Regions from separate parts of the Ovis aries genome. Here region 1 is linked to region 2. A link is a contact called in public Hi-C data. All regions are on one chromosome and are shown on one strand. Each heading gives the region's core, a stretch centred on a gene start, on an enhancer-like site or on the middle of the called end of the contact. The rest is flanking DNA. Distances are from core to core; before and after follow the strand shown.

Region 1 (6,828 bases), core at 3,035-5,534, 240 kb after region 2:
CACTCAATATGGTAACAAATTTGGAAAACTGCAGTAGTCACAGGATTGGAAAAGGTCAGTATTCATGCCAATCCCAAAGAAAGGCAATGCCAAAGAATGCTCAAACTACCACACAATTGCACTCATCTCACACGCTAGCAAGGAGAAGGCAATGGCACCCCACTCCAGTACTCTTGCCTGGAAAATCCCATGGGCAGAGGAGCCTGGTGGGCTGCAGTCCTTGAAGTCGCTAAGAGTTGGGCACAACTGAGCAACTTCACTTTCACTTTTCACTTTCATGCATTGGAGAAGGAAATGGCAACCCACTCCAGTATTCTTGCCTGGAGAATCCCAGGGACAGAGGAGCCTAGTGGGCTGCCGTCTGTGGGGTCGCAGAGAGTCGGACATGACTGAAGCGACTTAGCAGCAGCAGCAGCATACACTAGCAAAGCAATACTTAAAATTCTCCAAGCCAGACTTCAACAGTACATGAACCATGAACTTCCAGATGTTCAAGCTGGATTTAGAAAAGGCAGAGAAACCAGAGATCAAATTGCCAACATCCACTGGATCAAAAAAGCATGAGAGTTCCAAAAAAACATCTGCTTTATTGAGTACGCCAAAGCCTTTGACTGTGTGGATCACAACAAACTGGAAGATTCTTCAAGAGATAGGAATACCAGACCACCTGACCTGACTCCTGAGAAATCTGTATACAGGATAAGAAGCAACAGTTAAAACTGGACATGGAACAACAGACTAGTACCAAATCAGGAAAGGAGTACATCAAGGCTGTATACTGTCACTCTGCTTATTTAACATATATGCAGAGTACATCATGCACAATACCAGGCTGGATGAAGTACAAGCTGGAATCAAGATTGCTGGGAGAAATATCAATAACCTCAGATATGCAGATGACACCACCCTTATGGCAGAAAGTGAAGAAAAACTAAAGAGCCTCTTGATGAACGTGAAAGACGAGAATGAAAAAGTTGGTTTAAAACTCAACATTCAGGAATCTAAGATCGTGGCATCATGGCAAATAGATGGGGAAATAATGCCAACAGTGACAGACTTTGTTTTTTTTGGCTCCAATATCACTGCAGATAGTGACTGTAGCCATGAAATTAAGACACTTGCTCCTTGGAAGAAAAGTTATGACCAACCTAGACAGCATCTTAAAAAGCAGAGACATTACTTTGCCAACAAAAAAGTCTGTCTCATGAAAGCTATGGTTTTTCCAGTAGTCATGTATGGATGTGAGAGCTGGATTACAAAGAAAGCTGAGGGCCTAAGAACTGATGCTTTTGAACTGCAGTGTTGGAGAAGATTCTTGAGAATCCCTTGGACTTCAAGGAGATGCAACCTGTCCATCCTAAAGGAAATCAGTTCTGAGTACTCATTGGAAGGACTGATGCTGAAGCTGAAACTCCAATACTTTGGCCACTTGATGTGAAGAACTGACTCACTGGAAAAGACCCTGATTTGGGGAAAGATTGAAGGCCAGAAGAGAAGTGGACAACTGAGGATGAGGTGGCTGGATGGCATCACCAACTCAATGGACATGAGTTTGAGTAAGCTCTGAGAGTTGGTGATGGACAGGGAAGCCTGGAGTGCTGCAGTCTATGGGGTTGCAAAGAGATGGACATGATTGAGTGACTGAACTGAACTGGGTACACATTTGGAAACATAAATATTACCATCAAGAGGAAGATGAATCATTAACACACAGTATTTTAAACTTTCTTTTCCTCACAGAGCTATTTTTCTTTATGTAAAAATTCATTCCATAAAAATTTCCTTTTACATAAATAAAATAATAATGAATAGCAGATGCACTGCTGGCTTCAGTTCCTTTCTGAAAGTCATACTAATTTACTTTTTGAAACAAAGAGCAAAACAAAGATTAAATAGAAGATAAGAATTTAAATAAGGGTATTTGATTTCTTTTTCTTAGTGGAGATGACTTCAAATTTGTTGCCCTTAAAGCAGGGTCATGTACTTAACTTTGTCCCTTGTGGCTCAGCTGATAAAGAATCCACCTGCAACACGGGAGACCTGGGTTCAATCCCTGGTTTGGGAAGATCCCCTGAAGAAGTGAAAGGCTACCCACTCCAGTATCCTGGCCCAGAGAATTCCATGAACTGTACAGTCTACCCGATCACGAAGAGTCTGACTGATGAGCAACTTTCAGTTTCAAATAGATTGAGGATTCTGAGACTTTCTATTAATAGCAATGCTGGTGAATATGCTATATTTACAGATTAATTGTAACGATTAAATTTTGCATTTCCTTAACTGTGTGTTGGTTGGCCATTGTCTGAAATAGATTATAGGGTAGCCCAATTATTTGGCTTAAACAGTCATGCATACACCCTAGGCCTTAATTGCCATGAATAAATCAATACCACCTGGAAAATTCATTGGCTGACACTGACAATAGCTTTAACTGTACTTGCACAGTGTAAGAAATTCAATGAGCAGCTTAAGAACAATGATTAAAACTTTAGCTATTAAACAATGGCTGGCTATCTCCTAGAGATCAGTTTTTTTCCTTAGTGCAGAAATTGTGCCTGCGTGCTCAGTCGTGTTCTAGCCTTTGCGACTCCCTGGACTGCAGCCCAACTGGCTCCTCGGCCCATCGGGTTATCCTGGCAGGAATGGCAGGAACACCCGAGCGGGTTGCCATTTCCTCCTCACGGGGATCTTCACCACCCAGAGATGGAGCCCCAGTCTCCTTCAGTTCCTGCACTGGCCAGCGGATTCTTCACCTGAGCCACCTGGGAAGACCAGAATTTGTAATCCTACTCAATTTAAATCTTACACTCATTTTTTTCTCCTCTGCTGCTGCTGCTAAGTCGCTTCAGTCGTGTTCGACTCTGTGCGACCCCACAGACGGCAGCCTACCAGGCTCCTCCCGCCCCTGGGATTCTCTAGGCAAGAATTCAAGACTACCTAAAACTAATTTTTTTAAAAAAGGTTTTTCTTGGTTTTCTTTGGTAACCATGAAATAACAGTACACTCCTCTTAAAACAAACAAACAAACAAACAAACAAAACAGGAAAAACCGTAAGTCTTAATAATTCGTAAAATAATTAGACCTGGGTCTTGTCCAGGAAAATCTATTACATTTATATAAAGAAATCTTAGAATATTATGACTAGTTACAAGCAAAGATATCTACCTCGGAAAACGCCTATTTTTCATATTTACCTTGAGAAGCAATATAGTACAATTCTTGATGAAGCTACCGTTGATTTCGACATGTTTTTATTTACTAGGTCGTGGGTTTTCAGTTTATGCTAGGTTTCAAAAGATGTTCCTAACCAAAAGGAAGGGAAGAATGCCTATCTGTAGACCAGAGGTCGGCTATTTGCTTCCATCCGGTGAGCGGCGATCGAGGCACCTGAAAGGGTAGGGGCGGGAATTGGCGACTTAATAAAAACTCCCAGCTAACGTGGAAGCCAGCCGGGTGTTGGAAACAAGTAGAGCAGAAGATCTGGAGCTAACTAAAAGAATCACAGGACCCTCCCCTTCGCATTGGCCCGGGTCAGGTCTCCAGCATTCGCAAGCTTGAGGGCGGGGACTAATTCGGATTCAAACTTAAAGCGGGAGGCCCGCGCCAGGCCCAGCAGGTGCCTCCAGCCCGGTTCCCCGAGGCTGGTTTCCGCCCCTACCTGCCCGCAGGGCCGGAAATTACCTAGCAGGGGAGCGGCCCGTCCTTTGTTGTCGGTGTTTAAACCGCGCGGAAAGCCTTAAAAAGTGCGCAGCGAAGAGGGCGCGGGCCAGTCCGCCCACCGCCACTTCACGCGTCTCCACCCTTTCGGCTACTGTGTCCCCTGTCCTTGTAGTATGCCACTGGGGGAAGCCAGAGTAAAATCGGGAGAGTAAAGCGGGAAGAGAAGGGAGGATATTAAGATGCCACAATCGCGCTCCGTACTACACTTCACAGTTCACATATCAGGACCGAGCCAAGGGGAAATGGCGCAAGCGCAGACAGCCTTTCAGGCGCGTGGGGAAATTCGCGCATGTGCAGAGCCCAGACGGGAAAAAATAAAGCGGAGTGACTCGCAGGTTGAGGGCGCTTTAGCTACTGAGGAGCCACAGCTGCCAGGGGGCGCGTGCGCAGAGAGCCCGGTGGAGGTGGGCCTCTTCCAGGGGGACAGCCTCGCGCGCCCCCTGGCGCGCGCCCGAGGAGAGGCGGGAGCTGGAGGGGGCGGAGAGCAGGGAGGAGGTCTGGAGGGCGGGCGGGGGGAGGGGAGCCGGAGCGAGGGAGGGTTTATCGACCGGGCGATTTTGGTTAAAATATTCAAAATGGCGGACGGAGGAGCAGCGAGTCAAGATGAGAGTTCAGCCGCGGCGGCAGCAGCAGCAGGTAATCATTACAGCATTTTACATATTCATATTCATACTCAACCCCGGCTCCCGCTGCCCCCCCCGCGACTTAGCATAATTTATTAGTACTCAGGATTATTATAATTAACGGCGGGGAGATGGGGGGCCAGGGAGCCCGGAGCCCCCGCCGGGCGCCGAGCGGAGGGGGAAAGAGGCTCGGAGCGCCCAGGCGGAGGGGGAAGACGAGGGGCAAAGGGGGCTGCGATCCGCCGCTCTCCTCCTGCCCCTAGCCCACCCCGCCGCGGGCTCGCCCGCCCGCCGGCACCGGCCCTCCTCCTCCGCCGGCCGCCGGCCGCCTCCGCCTCCTCGTCGCCGAGCCCCAACCCGAGCGGGTCCGCGGCGGGGCCGCGGGGCCGGGGCAGAGGGAGAGGACAATAAAGACGTTTTACATATTCATAGCTGCTGGGCCGGCGGGGCGCGGCGGGGCGCGGGCGGGCGACCCGGGCCGGGCGGGCGCGGGGTGGGGGGGGGCGTGGAGGGCGAGACGGAGGTGGCGGCGAGCACAATGCCGGGGAGGCGGCGGGGCCGGAGCGGACCCCGGCGGCCGGACCGCCGCACGTGTCCTGCCCCCGGCGCGGCCGGGGCGCCCCCTCCCCCGCGCTGCTGGCCGCGGGGGGCGGCCCGGAGAGCGGCCCGGGTGCGCCCGCAAACAGCGCCCGGCCCGCGCCCGCGCCCCGCCGCCGCACCGGGGTCCGAGCGGGGCCGAGCCCGCGGGTCACGGCCCCGGGCGCCCTGGCCGCGCCCCGCTCATCCCGCGAACGGTGGCCTGACCCGAGGCGGGCCTGCGCTGTAGATGCGCAGGGGTGAGCGGTCCTGGGCGCTGCGAGGGGGCCTCCGGGCGGAGGGACCGAGGAGTCCGCGCCGGCATGCGCTTCGCCCCCTTGGGGGGCGGACTGGGTTGAAAGCGGCCCTCGGGGAAAGTTCCCCTCAAGGAGCGGGTCCTCTGAGGCCATCCCATGTGCTCCAGGCCACCGGTCAGGGGTCCCAGCAGGTCTTGGGGAAGCCCCTTGTTTCCCGGCGCCGTGGATTCTCGGGAGAGTTGAGCCGAATGAAGGTGCCCGGCGCGGTCCGAGCTCTGGGTCCCCTGCCCCACCCTGTCCGCCCCCCGCCTCTGCGCTTGACCCAGACCCGCGCGGCCGGGGACCCTCGGGGGCCTCGCTCCCCCTCAGGCCCCAGCGGCGCCCGGAGGCCTCTCGGGAACTGGGACGTGAAGCGCTGCCCTCCTGCCCGGCCCCAGAACCGGCTGGGCTGACAAGTTGATAATATTCTCGGTTTCCCCCCACCGGTTGGGAGTTGGGTAGGGGCGGGGATCCCCCTTCCTGGTTCTCTGCCCCTGTTTTCTTGCTGGGTGCTGGGTCCTCTTATGCTCTGGTTAGCTGAACCTCTCTCATTTGAATAATGTCTAATTCGGGGAGGTTTATATTATTGAAATGGCCGCCTGGCTTTCCCCGCCTCTCATGTTTAGTAATTCAGACCTTTAATAACAGCCACTCACAGCCCAACGCCGTGTTTATATTTTACATTCGCCCCATGTGCTTTTGTGGTTCGATATGATTCTTTTTTTTTTCCTTGGCAATCCACAGGGCTCTGAGATCAAACCCAGACTGTGCTGGGAAGAGAAGGAGAGAGCTAGGCCTTGGCTCCTGTAGCAGTGGCCTAGGCCTCATGTTCTCTGCCGCTTGATTTATTTACTAATAACCAAAATGACTCCCCCTACCCCCCCAACTAACTTCCGTACGCTTACCTCTACTCCAAGGCAGAAGAAACCCTCTTGGGCGTTAGCAACTTTCAAACAGCTCCTAGCTAAGCATCAACTCTGTCGTGTTCTGTTTTGTCTTAAAAAAGACTTTCTTATAGTTTGCCATAATACTGGGCCTAAGGAAAAAAAAATCTATGCTTTCTCATTTTCAGAGGCGAATGAAACCTATTTTGGTTTAATAAAATAAATCACTTTGTTTTCGGGCTAGTTCACCCCTGCCCCTTGACTTCTACCCCCAAGTTAAACACTTTCAGGCTTTGTAAAGATCTTCAGTATTTGTTTAAAAAAAAAAAAAAAAAGCAGTAGTTTTTCTAGGAGTTGTAGAATAGCTAGTTATTAACAGCATGCTGTATTCTTTCAGCCTCTTCATTCTAATTTAAAATGGAGCTGATATTAATTTTGTGCTACCACTGTTATAGACTTGCTTATTTTAATTGTAGCACTCCTGAAAACAGAAATGGGGTTATATTTTCTTTGAGTGTTTGTGTCAAGGTTAAGTGAGTGAAAATAGAAGAATAAACTGAGGCATTGTGTCTACTCTGATCTTGAAACGTATTCCCTTCCCAGGCACACCCACCCCTCATCTTTAAGTTGTCAGAATTGATTTTATGTTTTGTGTAGGCTTAGAACATTTGGTCTGTGAAAGGCAGATTAACTTTTGCTATTTAAAAGAAATAATTTTGATTTGGGGG
Region 2 (6,769 bases), core at 1,352-3,851:
CTGATATATGCTTACTCGAGAGAATTAAGTTATGGGGAATAAAGAAAACAAGTAACATGTACGATGTTATTATTTGTCACAATAACCTATGAGGTGGGCACTATAATGGGAAAAATGCTGCTTAGAGAGATGGTCCAAGGTAATCCAGTGCAAAATACAGGGGGGAGAGGCAGCCTTCAGGGGCATCTGACTGGTCAGCCCAGGGTCTCCTCTGGCAGTGCTAATCACATCAGTGGCACCTCAATGTGGGGGACTGGCCTTCCTTGCAGACCTTTTTACCTGGTGTTACTTGACGCTCTTGGTGCAGGACATTGTAGCTCTTCCAGCTGTACTGAGGGGCTGGGGAGCCCTCCTTTGATTGGCAGGTCAGCTGGATGTCGTTCCCAATGACAGTCTCTCCCTGGATGCCGCAGTCTGGCTTGGAGGGCGGCACTACACAGGGGAAGAGCCAGAGAGAAGCCAGGAATTAGTTGGGGTTTGGTGACAGCCACTCCCTCACCCCAACACACATGAACTGCCTTGTTTGTTCACAGGCAAAGAAAGGTAAAAACCATTCTTAGCTCGCACAGCATAGAAAACAGTCTGCAGGCTGGATTTGGCTGTAGTTTGCCTACCCTTGGTTTCAGTGAAAGCCTCTCTCTCTGAAACCCTTCAATGCTAACTTCTTAGGAATGTTCCCTTCAGTTAAGCAGAGCTCTTCCGGTGCTTTGCTGATGAAATGGAATTACCACAAGTGACTGGGTGATGGAAGAGCCCCCTGGCGGCAGCGGGATTATGTGCAGGGTAGAGAATGAGGGCTGAGCTGATGGAGGGGGTAGGAAGGAACAGACACACATGAAAGAAGTCCACAGAAAGAAGGCTGCGAAAACCAGCAGGCCACCCACCCTCAATGCACAGCCTAACCTGATCGCTTAGAATTCCTGAAGACCTTAAGCTAGGGTTGTTCACTCAACACTGTAAGTTATCACACCACTGCGTACAGTGGTTTGTTCTATAAAAATACTGTATACCTGACTCTGCTGGGCATGGAGATAACAGAGTGTGTGAGTTTTTGTGTTTAAGGAATCCAGTGGAGGCAAAAAAAAAAAAAAAATGACCAGGCAGGACGCAACAATGCTGAGACAGGAAAGGCATGACAAGGGACACTGACTTAGTCATGAAGCCAGTAGTGGAGGTGCTGGGAGGGGTGGAGAAAGAGAGGGATGGCACTCCAGCCCGAGGGAGCAGCCTGTGCAAAGGCCCTGAGGCAAGAAGACTCCAGGCAGTGTCATTTTTGGTGGGAGGAAGAGGACACAAGTGGAAAGTACTGTTACTGAATTCCTCAGTGGCAGGCCTGTCCATCCTGCTTCTTTCTTTACATGCCCCCTTGGATGGCTTGCTTGCCCCAGTAAACAATGATGCCCTTTCTACAGTGTAGACTGCACAGGCGCACACTCACTGGGCGTGGAGGCTGAATTCCAGTCTCCGCTCGGCCCAGGGCTGCTGGGAGAGGCTATCCAGGAGGCACCTCTCCCCTCTAGCTTCACATCTGCTCTGGTATTTGCTGTCCGACAAAGGCAGGTGGTTGCTGGGTGTGCCCCCTCATTTCCTGTTGTCTTGGTGAGGGGCAGTCAGGCATGGAGCAGCATGGGGCAAATCAAAGGCATTTCCCATTGCCACCCTAGTCAGTTAGTCCCTAAAACTAAAAGGCCTTAGGTTCAAGAACAGGACTCAGGTATCCATGCCCAGACCCCGGGGACTGAAGCAGCCTGGGGAGGAAAAGGCTGCCACCCATGGGCTACTCTCACAAACAGCTCTCTGCCCTCCCTGCTGGCCCAGCCCGCAGGTATCTGCAGGACAGAGAAAGAGAGCATCACTTCTGAGGAGACTGGCTCCTGGTCAGAGCTGTTCATGACCCAGGCTTCGTGTCTTGAGCTCTCCAGAGGTCCAGGAACATCCCTCCCTACCAATAGAAACTCTCACCCTTGCTCCCAGGTACTCCTTTAACAGGATCCTCACCTTTTATTCCACAAAAGAGACTGGCCACAAATACAACACCACCTTCGAAGTCTCTCACTGACTCAGAACCATGCTAAGGGTGCATGACTAGTAGCCAGCATATGCTGAACATATCCAGTGACTAGCTTTCTTACGCCACCATTTGCTGAGGGAAAATTATTAAAAACAAATCCCTAATCCACTCTAAAGGCACCAGTAGAAATAACGGCAAACAAGGGACCAACCACTTCCTAGGAGACCCACGTTATGGAGGAATGTGTCAGGGTCTTTTCCCCAGGCCCTAAGCCACAGCCCTCAAACTACTTTCCCACCTCAGCTCATCCTAGGCACCGCCAGCCCCCACTCCGTCCAGCCCCTCCCGGAAGCTCCCCTCCGCAGCCCTCACCATCAAAAACAGCTAGGACCTAGAATCATACAGATCTAGTTCAAACAGCCGTTCCACCCGCTGAGGGGGGTTGTAGGACTCTTGTAGATCTTGGATTCTCAGTTGGCGCGTCCCAGCTCCTAAATAGATTGTCGATTTCGCCTGAATATTTATAGAGGGCGGAGTGATGGGAGGGAGCGGGTCCAGGCCTCTCCAAAGCCTGCGACTCCCGCTGCAGACGTCAGGGGGCGCCAAAGGCCGGGAAGACGATCAGTCCTGCTCGGCTTCGCCAGGTCCCGGGTCCCCTGGCCAGGTGACTGCCCCTTGGTGACCAAGACGGTTCCCCTCCTTCCGGAAGCTCCGTGCTCGCTTCAGTTTACTGTGAGGTCACGCAGCCTGAATGGACGACCCCATTTAATTCAAAAGCTGTTCTGCCTAAAATCAGCCCAGCAGCAAACCATTTGGAAATAAAACTTGTAAAAATCTTTTTTCCTGGGTTTACTTAATATATAGTACCAATTATCTTTCTAAAGCAAAACAGTCTTTTCACCGAGTTTCATAATCTCAGATTAAATTTGTAGTCTTTGCTCTTCGAGTTTAACTAATTCGTCTCATAAGAGCAGCTGGTCCTAAGAGAAGAGAGGGGGGGAAATCCGGTCATTCATTCACACTTGAATTGGGCCCTGCTGCCCTGCCTGGCAATGGCAGCCCACTCCAGTACTCTTGCCTGGAAAATCCTATGGACGGAGGAGCCTGGTAGGCTGCAGTCCATGGGGTCGTTGAGAGTCAGATACGACTGAGCGATTTCACTTTCACTTTTCACTTTCCTGCATTGGAGAAGGAAATGGCAACCCACTCCAGTGTTCTTGCCTGGAGAATCCCAGGGACGGGGGAGCCTGGTGGGCTGCCATCTATGGGGTCGCACAGAGTCAGACATGACTGAAGCGACTTAGCAGCAGCAGCCCTGCCTGAAACCAGCTTGCTGCCAGAAGAAAACCAAAGCCGTTAAATACGGAAGCCAGAGGAGCCAGAATCAGCCAGAGAAGGGCCAGGTGGAGCAGAGTGAGGGACTCAGCTGGGGGTGAACCAGGATAAGGGAAGGGGGTGAGGAAGGGCAGACAGTGCAGAAGAGAAGCTGGAGGAAAATGCTCATTTCCCTGGCTGAGTAATATCTCTCTCGGGAGCTAATGCAGATAAAATTAAGTGCTGTGAACACAAAACGGTTTAATGCAACATTAATTATAATAGCTTAAATTGGAAACAGCGTCCAGTTCTGGGACAGAGGACTCAGCATTCCCTTGCTGAAGTGGCATGAAGCTTAAAGAGCAGCAAGTGCTAAGACAGCATGTAATGATATGAAATGAGAAAAGTTCCTATGGTTAGGTTACAAATTCAGTTATGTACAGAAATAAGTATGTGGATAGGAACTGGAAGAAAACATGGAGAAATAAAACCCAATGATATATGTGAATGTTTGTCTTTTTTTGTTTCATCTTTCTTTAAATTCGTATATTTTTAAGAGGCAAGGGGTCACCAAACACAGCTATATGTTTATTTGCGTCAGGACTAAGGTCCTTGGAGCGGGAGAACAATAACAGTCCGGCAGAGCAGAAACAGGCTTCTTTCTAACAGTCTGCTGCACTAGAGATTTTGGCACGAGGAGCTCTTCACAAACAGGCAGACTCTTGATTCCACGAGGCCAGGAGAAAAACACATCACAGCGCTCCACCTGGTCTGGGTCAACCGAAACACAGCTGTAAAAATGCCGTCAGATAATAAAATGTGATGGTGTCAGCCTCGTCCAGGAGATTAGGAGAGGTGTTCCTACAGCTCTAAGACCATCAAAGCTCCCCGTGAAAACCTTGAAAGAAATATCCATGTACTCAGAGGGCTATGGCTCTTCAGTGTCCCAGACCTCGGTTAAGACCTTCAGTGTGGAAGAGCAGTTACAGAAGCTCAGTTTTCAGTGAGTGACGCTTCCAAATGGGCATGTCCTGTGGACAGTGGGCACATCCATGGCTGGCACTGCTCTGCCTCTCCAACCTTCTTTCATTAGCATGGGCACAGGAAGGGCAAGACACAAGTTAATGCAATGACACCATAAAACATAATTGGCAGCTTACATCTGCCACAGAGTGAAAGAAAGGGTGTGCCGAGAAGTTGTCAGCCATGAAGAGTTTGGGAATCACCCAAAACTGGAAGGCTTGATGGTTGGGAACAGTGAAGGGATTTGAGCATCAAATCCCTGTTTCCATCAAAGCTTGGACACTCTCTAGTGGTCACTTAACTGCTTGGGTCTCAGTGTTCCCTTCTATCAAATATGAGTGTTAATACCCACTGGCACAGATGTATTGCAAAGATGAAATGAGATCATATCCGTAGAGGACTTACTGAGATGCCTGGCACATAGCAAACAGAAGCTCAAAAAAGGATAGCTGTTATGGTTGTGAATTTGGTGTTATCTAATGAACGGACGCTTACTCCTTGGAAGGAAAGTTATGACCAACCTAGACAGCATATTCAAAAGCAGAGACATTACTTTGCCAACAAAGGTCTGTCTCGTCAAGGCTATGGTTTCTCCAGTAGTCGTGTAGGGATGTGAAAGTTGGACCATAAACAAGGTTGAACACCAAAGAATTGACGCTTTTGAACTGTGGTGTTGGAGAAGACTCTTGAGAGTCCCTTGGACTTCAAGGAGATGCAACCTGTCCATCCTAAAGGAAATCAGTCCTAGTTGAAACTCCAATACTTTGGCCATCTGATGCGAAGAGCTAACTCATCTGAAAAACCCTGATGCTAGGAAAGATTCAGGGCCGGAGGAGAAGGGGACGACAGAGGATGAGATGGCTGGATGGCATCACTGAGTTGATGGACATGAGTTTGAGTAAGCTCCGGGAGTTGGTGATGGACAGGGAGGCCTGACATGCTGCAATTCATGGGGTCACAAAGAGTAGGACACGACTGAGCCATTGAACTGACTGATACAGGCAAAGGTCATTGCAATTTGATGGCAGTTTTCCCTCCATTTAAGAGGATCCCCTTGGTTTTGCAGAGCAGGAGGACACAGAGACTGGGTATTTAGTTCGATGGAATGGGTGCAGTTTCCTGCCCTCCTCTTACACAACTAAGTAAACACATTAGTCTTTATTTGGCCACAGAAAGCCTGGAATCCAGTCACTATAGATTCGCCAATGTAGGTCAGAAAATCTGATATATCGTCTTCCTTATATCATTAAAATGTCATTCCATTGCAACTTAATATGTAAATTGAACATAATTCCAACCAACTTTTTGTAAACATAACAATGTGATTTTAATATTAACATGAAAGAATAAATGTGTAAAACTGATTTGGAAAAGTTTAGTAAGAGAAGATATTACATAGTGCCAGATTTTAAAAGCCATGCACACAAATACTGATAACTAAATAAGTATGTGTGCATGTGTGTTTGTATCTCAACACAGACTATAGACATACTATAATCACAACGCGATACTGGCATAGGAATAATCAAAAGGAGAACAAATGAAATAAGGAGTAAAAAACAGCTGTGTATATGTAGCAATTTAACATGTGATAAACCTGGCATTCCAGTGGGAAAATCATTGTTTCTTTGGTATAATAAATGATGTTGATGTAATTGGCTATTCATTTGGAAGAAAACAAAGACTCTTAGTATCCTGTGTTCAAAAATAAATTCCTGATGAAACAAAGATCTAAGGGTAAAAAACAAGACTTACAGACATAAGAAAAGAACATTAAGTTCATTTTTATAACCACAAAGGTGGTGTGAGAGATCTTGTACAAGACAAGAGTCCCCAAATCCAGAGCAAAAAACATCAATGGGATATGGAGGGGACTTCTCCTGTGTCTCAGAGTGTCCACTAAAATCTTCAAGTTGAGGCTCTGAATGGTTAGCATCCTCAGTGCTGAGGAGAGGAGTGACTTTCCCAGGAGTGAACTCTCTAATTATCAGTTGCCCTCCTCCTTCCCGTTTAAGAGAAGACTAGAGAGATTTCTTTAAAGAAGATTGTCAGAAATAGGGACCATGAGCATTTCTCCTCCTTCTCTTGGTGGAGAGGAAGGAGGTATTCCCCCGCATCTCATTCCCAGCCAGGGAGGAACCGCACAATACCATGTGGAGAGAGCGGTTGTCTACTGTTGGGAACTGGCATCTCTCACTTGTCTCTGAGACTTGTAAGGAATCAGTAAGTTCCTACAGTTTACTCCTGGAACATGATGATGGAAGGGCTTTATAGATGTCCTTGGGTATCTGAGGAACCATCTGGGGTCACATTCAGGTCCTACTGCTTGCTCAGAGAAGCTGGCTGGAGCAGACTGCAATGGCAAGGTGAGGGGAACATGCAACAGTGAGAAGGATCTGCTCTTCCAGGTGCAGGGTTTAG

Evidence for each region. Hi-C and Micro-C count contacts between places; a contact is called where the count stands out from the background.
Region 1: a contact with region 2 is called in a Hi-C map of hypothalamus, with 4 times the contacts expected there. The contact joins the promoter of POU2F1 here to the enhancer-like site in region 2. A contact is called at or near these places in 5 of 16 Hi-C or Micro-C datasets (blood, hypothalamus, muscle and 1 more).

Annotation. Positions count from the first base shown.
Region 1 is chr1:119,424,163-119,430,990 of ARS-UI_Ramb_v3.0, forward strand. It overlaps POU2F1 (POU class 2 homeobox 1), which reads left to right and starts at 4,285. Exons shown (of 17, transcript XM_060403580.1): 1 at 4,285-4,357. The coding sequence starts at 4,297. It overlaps LOC132658292 (a long non-coding RNA gene), which reads right to left and starts at 3,961. Exons shown (of 2, transcript XR_009597701.1): 1 at 3,196-3,961.
Region 2 is chr1:119,189,545-119,196,313 of ARS-UI_Ramb_v3.0, forward strand. GPA33 (glycoprotein A33) reads right to left here. Exons shown (of 7, transcript XM_012185592.4): 4 at 280-432. Among named protein-coding and RNA genes, the nearest start is that of GPA33, 30 kb to the right of the region's middle. Within about 2 kb of position 2,602, at least 24 of the 54 cell types and tissues checked have an H3K27ac peak or open chromatin away from gene starts, as enhancers often do. A contact at or near this core is called in hypothalamus, where this site is marked.